2 separate regions of the Bombyx mori genome follow, and region 1 is linked to region 2. A link is a contact called in public Hi-C data. All regions are on one chromosome and are shown on one strand. Each heading gives the region's core, a stretch centred on a gene start, on an enhancer-like site or on the middle of the called end of the contact. The rest is flanking DNA. Distances are from core to core; before and after follow the strand shown.

Evidence for each region. A called contact is a pair of places that touch in the nucleus more often than the background predicts.
Region 1: a contact with region 2 is called in a Hi-C map of whole pupa, with 1.7 times the contacts expected there. The contact joins two enhancer-like sites. A contact is called at or near these places in 3 of 7 Hi-C or Micro-C datasets (midgut, posterior silk gland and whole pupa).

What each region holds. Positions count from the first base shown.
Region 1 is chr15:12,154,708-12,159,466 of ASM3026992v2, forward strand. The region is part of intron 1 of LOC101737390 (heparan-sulfate 6-O-sulfotransferase 2); the gene reads right to left. Among protein-coding and RNA genes, the nearest start is that of LOC101737390, 8.6 kb to the right of the region's middle. Within about 2 kb of position 3,029, at least 3 of the 8 cell types and tissues checked have open chromatin away from gene starts, as enhancers often do.
Region 2 is chr15:12,097,031-12,101,645 of ASM3026992v2, forward strand. It overlaps LOC101737390 (heparan-sulfate 6-O-sulfotransferase 2), which reads right to left. Exons shown (of 9, transcript XM_004924553.5): 4 at 1,995-2,120. Among protein-coding and RNA genes, the nearest start is that of LOC134200260, 50 kb to the left of the region's middle. Within about 2 kb of position 3,136, at least 6 of the 8 cell types and tissues checked have open chromatin away from gene starts, as enhancers often do.

The DNA.
Region 1 (4,759 bases), core at 1,779-4,278, 58 kb after region 2:
TGAAAGTAGCATTGGCGAGATTCAGCTTCTTATCAAAAACTCTATTCTATAATGGCCGCCGCTACACTAAACACCACACGACGCGATTATAAAAAAAAAGATAAATAAGTTTTTTAAATCAATTGAATTTCTCTACCTATACAAAGTAGAAATGAGGTCATTGAGCGAAGACAACACTTTTAACCGATGACCCATACGTATGTGAAATATAATAATATAATAATATATCTATTTATTCAAATAACCAGGTTAATTATATTAGTACATTTCTTAAAGTAATGTTAGTTTAAAAAAAACAATTATGTATTATAGTTTTATAATTAAAATAAATAAATATGCAAATCATTTTTCCCACATTGAAACGGCGCAGCATAGATTCAAATATAATATACACAATCCAACCTACTATTGGGCATAATTTTCAATAGGGCTGTTTGAATCAAAGAAGTCAAGTACAAATTTATTTATTTCAAATTCAATGTCAGTTAACTCACTCTATCAAAGATTGCAAACGGAATCGGTCCTGAGAAGAAACCAAACTCGCCGTAACAGACTCAGCGAGCTGCCAAAACCACTTGACTTCTTCTTAAATCTACGAGCACGTTGTAATTAAATGCCGCTTAAGAACGAACTCCGTTCGAATTGCCGCCAACGCAATGTTTGTTTTAGTTCAAATTATGCAAATCAGATTGCGAATCCGTCAATATGTTATTCAAGTACACTATTTCCCAAAATTATTAAATTTGGAATTTTAACGTCTACAATTTTTTTTTATTGCCCTTTTAGGCTGACGAGCATACGGCCCACCTGATGGTGAGTGGTTACCATGGACTTGGACTTCAGCAATGCCAGGGGCAGAGCTAAGCCGCTGCCTAACTCCTGTACTCAGGAGAAGTAAACATAAGTAAAAAATGTTAGATAGAATAAGGGGAATTTTTAATTGGTCCTCTATTTAAAATTCAAGCAAACTAAATCTCCCGACTAATAATCCACTACATATCAGATAAATGACTGCATAACAAATTAACTATTTGATGACCTAAACATATTTTATTAAAAAAACTATAATTAATCAAAATTAGATGGTCTTTATTTATCTAATTAACAACGAAAACCTAGCTGAAACCACTAATATACAGATTTTAAGACAAAATTACTCGCCGTATAACAAAAATACTGATTTCCACACTAAATTAACCATCTTACAACGGAATTCTAAAACTGCATAACAATTAATGTATGTTTACATTATCAAATTACATTTTTTTTTATTGCTAGATGAGTAGACGAGCTCACAGCCCACCTGGTGTTAAGTGGTTACTGGAGCCCATAGACATTTACGACGTAAATGCGCCACCCACCTTGAGATATAAGTTCTAAGGTCTCAAGTATAGTTACATAGTTACATTCCACGAATTTACTACTAATGTGTTACAAAATATTATGAATAACAACATTTGTGTTGATGTACCCAAACACCTACAATACAAATTCCATTGTATAATATAATTTTCAAAGGCGGCACTTATCGACCCTGTTAATCAAATCCTTAACTGTGCGCAAAGCAATACGTCGCCCGAAGATATTCATGATTCAAGCCAACCTACAACACACCGTACATAATATCTGGCGCTTATTACACGCCCTAACACAAAGTTTCGAATTTCCTATGTTGACACGAGCAACATGACAAAAACCACAACGCGTCCTAATTGCTCACTTTGTGGAGGGATTACTACTCTCTTAATTATCCTTATGTTTATCTTAATGTTATTATCGGGCCTTTCTATTCCGTTTCGCGGAAACAGCCTACCCAGTTTTGAATATGGGTTAAGTAGGTATTTTACAAAACCTTCTAATAAAGTTTGTTTCGACTAAACAAATGAATTAATGGGATATTCGCATGCGTTGGTCCAAGAGTTTGAAGTTTTGGCTACGTCTTTGTGTGTTTTTAATTTCATCTAAAATCATTTCACATTTTTTTTGTTGTTGCTTAGATGGATGGACGAGCTCGCAGCTCACCTGGTGTTTACTGAAGCCCATAGACATCTATAACGTACGCCACCTACTACCATCACTACGTGCGCCACTCACCTTGAGATATAAAGCCTTCGTCAAACAGAACGCGTAATTAGCGCGCGTCAGAGTGCTAAACTAACGCCGCGCTATGACGCCGAGATGTGTTGTACTACTATAGTATATAACATACCGTCAAACAGAGCCCCAGCGCTATAAGTACGCAGCGCTTTGTCGCGGCGTTAGGACGCTTTGGCGTCAGGCGTTGTAATTTTTTACAAATTTTATTTTACCGTCCGAGTGAATGTGTATTAAAATACTAGATAATGCCCGAAAAAATGATATAAATAGTTAGAAAATACCCATACTTATACAATGCCACATCTGAATCACTCGATTTCTTAATACTTTTAAATTTTCACACTGCTATCGAGGGCACTATGATTTGGCGAATGCGTTGCGTCAAGGAGCGTTAGACTCATCTAGTCAATTTGTGTAACATGAAAAGAGCGCGACGTTAAGTAGGCGGCGCTAAGTACGCGTTCTGTTTGACGAAGGCTTAAGTTCTAAGGTCTCAGTATAGTTACAACGGCTGCCCCACCCTTCGAACTGAAACGCATTACTGCTTCACGGCAGAAATAGGCGAGGTGGTGGTACCTACGCCTGCGGACTCACAAGAGGTCCTACCATCAGTAAAAATTACAACCATCTCGGTTGTCATTCCCTATATTCCCTGAACGAATATTGAGTGCACAAATATGATTTCTTGTTTAACTTGAATAAACCTAAGTCAACTGATCACTAGATTGTCGTGAGTTATTGCGGTATTTATCCGTTAGGCATTTGGTCAGTGGGCCGGGCTGTAGGCGTTCCTGGCCAAGTGTTATCCTGTCTATTTATTACCGATTCAGTTAACGATCGATCCGACCCGACAGGCTCAAACACCACTCCATTACTGGGCATAGGCCGTGGACGCGTGCGGCGTGCGAAGAACCACAACTCCTTGTCTCACCAACGCTAAGCGATCGTATGCCCATAACGAGTACTGACACTTGAATTTCGAGTTACCTTGGCCCCGCCTGCAGGATTCTACGAACTGAATTAATTAAAAAAACTTGTGTGCGATGAAGAATGTCTTTTTAATTTATTGTTTCACTGAGAGAGTAAAATTCATAGAGCTAATCTACAATTTAAAGCAACAGAATCGCTTACATAATTTTAGTTATTACGCAGTTACTATATTACTAGAGGTCCCGCAGTAGTCGAAATTCGACTATAATTAATTAGAATTGTAAGTTTGTACACTATTATGATTGTATTTTATAGTTCTATAATCAGAAATTTCGCCAAGACTACACTATAAAAAACATTAACAAAGACAAACAATATTTAATCAATACTCAATTTGACAACAGACGTCAAGAACAAAATAAATAGTATGCATGCGTGTGTGCGTCAAAGACATGGTATGTAGTGTGTGTAATGTTTTCTTTATCGATTTAATGTATCTTTTATGTATTATTTTAAAAAAATATTAGCATTGTGCACTTCTTCTCTATATTCTGTATAAGTGTGGAAAATTTCATACTCCTCCGTCCACGCAATTTTCGTAAAAAGGGATACAAAGTTTTTGCTTCGCGTATTAATATATAGATTCTAAGTAATTCGTACTAGTAATGAATTTGACATGGCACCACCTACATTTAGAATTTATTTTAATAGCGCCGAGGTTTCCGATTTCCACCATCCGCCAACGATAGACGAACGCCACGGCATGTCTTTTCGCAATGAATGGGTATATTGACTTGTATAATTTATAACTAGTGAAACAGAAACACGTAGCATACTGATTAATGTTGAATATGTGATACACAGCCAAATTTTTGAAATGACTTGCAGATCACGTCTACAACGTGGAGGGTACAAGTACAGAAAACTTCGCTGAAGTGCCTACAACAACTTTACAAAAAAACAGATACATATTAACCTATCATTCAATCAGGAGGTATAGCTTTTTGGTTGAATATTACGCCATCCCATTGCTTTTGTACCTCTTTTAATGAATGTTGTATGGTTAGACTAGTATGGAAGGCAGCTAGTTTGGCGGTAGTCAGAGGAAGGAGGACGAAGAAATAGGAAGGAAAATAAGATGCAGGTACTACAATGAACAAATAATTAGGAAATAGGGAATTAGAAAAGTAACAAAAGGTCCTAAGCCAGATTGTCTATTTTTCTGTGAGATCTAAAAAGCTCAACTACACATTCCGAATAGATAGTACATCTATACAGTAATAAGTGAAGGTAGTCATCTCGATCGATAGGGGTGCGGAAATTTCTTACCTATGTCTATGGTACTAGTCTATGGTCTACTCAGTTAACATTATTTCATTCTTTATTGTATTAGTTCCTTTATTTAATTTTTATTTTATATTAGTAGTTGACAATTTTAATTTTAATAATTTTAATTCTCTTTCATTTGATTTTATTTTATTTTTATTTAAATATTATGTAAGTAATTGTATGACAAATTTTACGGGCTTAAGTTGCCTGAAATAAAAGCATTTTTATTTTTTTTAACCAATAACTGACATTTAATAGGTGAACGTTAATATCCTAATTATAGAAACTCGACACAAAGCCTCTTCGATAGTCAAATCATGACATGACATGACATGATGTAAAATTGGTTTAAAAAAGTACAACGGGATGTATTTTTGAAGAAAATAAAATTGAAAGTCTTTTT
Region 2 (4,615 bases), core at 1,886-4,385:
GTGTTTGAAAAAGGGTCGTATGACATCTAGTTTGCTGAAATACGATAAGACTCTAGTTTAAGATGTCAGGAGGAATATACAGGAACATATCCGTTCAAACATACGCTATTACCAAAATGGTATGGATATAGCTGTAGCTTCTTCTTTCTTCTACTTTGGCGTTCCCTTATTACTGAGGATCGCGACCACATGTATGCAAGTATTTCCATGAATAATCGGTCCGCTGCGAGCAAGACCGCCTATATGATCCCTATATATTATATACTGTAGGGGCATAAATTCCATTTAAAAAAAAATAGAGACATAGGGGAACACCGGAACATTGTATTGTGTCAAAAATATACACTAGGCGTCCGCGGTTCAGAAGTAAGATGCCCAATCTCCTTACGCCATTACGTATTGCTTGGTTAATGCCCATTTTTGGAATGATACGATGAATTCACACGAATCACTACGACCACGAAACCGGCATGCGACAATGCAATTGGGATTGAGTCTAAAGGTATTTATGTACGGTTCTGTTTGCATAACCATCTGCGCGAGTAAAATATTGTTTTCATTATCAATAAACACGCGTTTCTATCGATATGTCAAATGACGTGTAATTATGTGCCCCAATCGGGCTCGCGTGCTTACTCCAATTTACAGACTGACATTATGAATAGTATCGTAATGCTTAGAGTTATGATTGATTTCCTTCCAAAACGTTGATATCTTTTTAAATTCACGATGATGTCATATTAATGTTTTTTCTATATATATTCTCTTTAGAATGTGAGCGTAATACGGAAGGTTATTTGTATCGTCATTCTGCCTATAACGTACAAAAAAAGGACTTTGTTAAAAAAAAACAAGCAGCCATCAGCAAATATTTAAGACATAAATAAGTTGGAGTAGGAATAAAATATAACAAGTATTTAAAATATAAATTAGTTGGTGTAAGAATAAAATATTAAGATATTATTACTAGGGAACAGTGGTAGTAGCAGGTCATTGGCTTCAATTAGCCGAGGCAAGAAGTAGCTATTCAGAGTACATATGTACTAATTTATAAAATTCCTGATTAATAGCTTTCTATGCCATATAGATATTCTATGCCATACGCCATATATGCCATATCAACACGAAACGAAACTGAAGGAATTGTGATAAATTGAGATTTTTCTATTCACTTAACAACGCAAACAAACTCTTTGCCTTTTTAATATAGCCAGGTGTAATAGCTGAAGCCGGTGCGTCCTGTATCGTGCCAAATATCAATTTCACGAGCGATTTAGAGAGTATTTCAACAAATTAAGTGGACTGATATAAAATGTGACATTCGTTGACAGTGAAGTAGGGAGGATGTAATAGGGTTGGACCGGCCATTTTCACGAGAGAATATAGCATCAAAATGTCAGGTTACGAATCCAGATGAATAATTTTGCTCTGAGTAAATAATTTGTCATCGGCTCTTTTGTGGCAAGTTCATTTAAATAGACACAAGAACTTTAAGTTTAAAGTAGATTATAAGACTGCAGTAAATTTCTTTCTTAGACATGAGTCACAATACGCCAGAAAATATGTCTTCTAAGACATTTCTATCTATACTAATATTATAAAGCTGAAGAGATTGTTTGTTTGAACGCGCTAATCTAAGAAACTACTGGTCCGATTTTAAAAATTCCTTCAGTGTCCGATTTTAAAAATTCTTTCAGTGTTAGATAGCCCATTAATTGAGGAAGGCTATATAACATCATGGTAAGACCAAAACAAGTGAAGAACCAATAAAGAATGTTTCAAAATAAGGGTTTAAATAGCTCCTTAACATTCTTCAAAAATATTTTCACTTTTTACGTAAATGAAGTGGGGAGTAAAATTTAGCGTTATTCCAAAGTAACTATTCCACGCGGACGGAGTCGCGGGCAAAAGCTAGTATATCATAAAACAGTATTTTTATGACAAAAATAACATTTTATCACTATTGAGGGAAAAAAAGCAGATTCTATAATTACCTAGCAACTGGCTCCCTCAGCAGTGTTATGTAGAAGTACCTCCGGTGGACGGCTGAGCCCTCGTGTCGGTCCAGTTCTCCGCCTACGCACGCCGTCAGCTCCGTGAAATCAGCGTGAAGACCGCACCTGAAGACAAACAAGTTCATTAGTACTCGCACGAAGATAACGAGACATCATTTCTTTCGTCTTTTTATTTATTTATTTTTATTGCTTATATGGGTGGACGAGCTCACAGCCCACCTGGTGTTAAGTGGTTACTGGAGCCCATAGTCATCTACAACGTAAATGCGCCACCCACCTGAAGATATAAGTTCTAAGGTCTCAGTATAGTTACAACGGCTGCCCTACCTTTCAAACCGAAACGCATTACTGCTTCACGGCAGAAATAGGCAAGGCGGTGGTACCTACCCGCGCGGACTCACAAGAGGTTCTACCACCAGTAATTACGCAAATTATAATTTTGCGGATTTGATTTTTATTACACGATGTTATTCCTTCACCGTGGAAGTCAATCGTGAACGTTTGTTGAGTACGTATTTCATTAGAAAAATTGGTACCCGCCTAGGCGCCTGCGGGATTCGAACACCGGTGCATCGCTCAACACGAATGCACCGGACGTCTTATCCTTTTAGGCCACGACGACTTAGGCACGACTTAGACGTCTGTCAGGCACCATTCGGTAGATTCTACGAGCTTACTATTCCAATAATCTAACGAGTGCCTAAAGTGTAATTTAGCAAATCAATTTGTTTCAACGCATTTTTACTGTTGCATTCGACATTTTGAAATTTACAACAGAGTACACAAAACACAAATGTGTTTTATTTCACAGCTCAGACTCAAGAGACAAAATGCAGCACTAGAAAACCTGAAAATAGCTCGATCCCCGCAAAAGGTTTGTAGACCACCGCATTACATAAGAGGACGGTCGCCGTATATGGGTCACGGAGAATAGCTTTGTCCGCGCTTATAGGTATGCCATTTTGTTCCACAACTATCGATGTGCTGAACAAAATAACAAAAGTGGAAATCGTACGCCACATATTTCACGGTTGTAGAAAATAAATCCAAACAGCACGGCCGCGACACGTGGTACACGAACCGAGCCGAAAGACAACCAACCGACAAGCCAATCGAAGCGTGAACGCGCAGATATACAACGTACGTACCGCGGAACTAGCGTGCACTTTCGTTAGCCACATACATATTCATCGCTGTGTTCATTACACCGAATCAAATTAATTTATTGTTATGGATTTAATTATGTTATTTTGACTACATTCAATATAGGCATTTTTTTATTTTTTTTTATTAGGTTCACACAACTGGATAAAATCTGCACACTTAAACATTGAATTCATTTACATAAAATAATACATTATAAAAATTCACCCTTTTAGGTGTGAAAACATCTTGCTTAAGAACGTTTGTGCTTAAGATAAAAATATCGTTAACTAATATTAAATTAAGAGAAAGAAAACAAAAAAATGAAAAAACTGCATATAAAAAACTTACAATATCTGGTATCGCATACTGGTGGTAGGACCTCTTGTGAGTCAGCACAGGTAGGTACCACCACCCCGCCTATTTCTGCCGTGAAGCAGCAACGCGTTTCGATTTGAAGGGTGGGGCAGCCGTTGTAACTATATTAAGACCTTAGGACTCATATCTCAAGGTGGGTGGCGGCATTTACGTTGCAGATGTCTATGGGCTACGGTAACCACTTAACATCAGGTGGGCTGTGAGCTCGTCCAGCCATCTATGCAATACAAATAAATAAAAAATAATATATATTCACTACTGCACACGATGATCAGAACTCCTTTCATGTAACATGTCCTAAAAAACATATAATTAGCGTTACAACACATTCCATTGTAATCGCGAACTAAAACAATTACGTATAGATATTTTGTTTATTATAATTTCTGTCTGCTAGTTCCACTCCGTAATGTTTATCCGTAAAATCGATATTAATTATCGTTATAACGGGTTATTAGTATTTTATGATACGCACATGTAGAACTATAAACATAAACATACGTACATACATCGATGCCAATCCCATTATACTAATTACTTAACTGATGCATAACAAATCGATTATATGATCGAAGTAGGAAAACGTTCGGTATATTGGTATATTACAATCGATTCGGCGACGACACTATAAGTCTTCGAATCAAGATAATGTTTGTTTTATAGGTATTATATAATTTTTGTATATATAATTATAAAATAGGTATTATATAAGTTTTGTTTGCGGTAGACAGCGGCTTGGCTCTGCCCCTGGCATTGCTGAAGTCCATGGGCGACGGTAACCACTCACCATCAGGTGGGCCGTGTGCTCGTCTGTCTACAAGGGCAATAAAAAAAGTCAACGCGAACATTAAATAAAATGGCAGTCTAGGCCAGTCTATAGTATAACCATTTTCGGTAGGCTATATAAAGAATATAAATTCTTAGTAAAATATCTGACTCTTGTTATGACGAAGCGATGAGTCAAGGAAACATTGTACGGAGCTTTTTAAAAGTTTTAAAATTAGCATGTAGTTTGTCGGGACACTAGGGAAACTTTTCCATGGAAAATAGTAATGTATGAAGTCGTCGTGGCTTAAAGG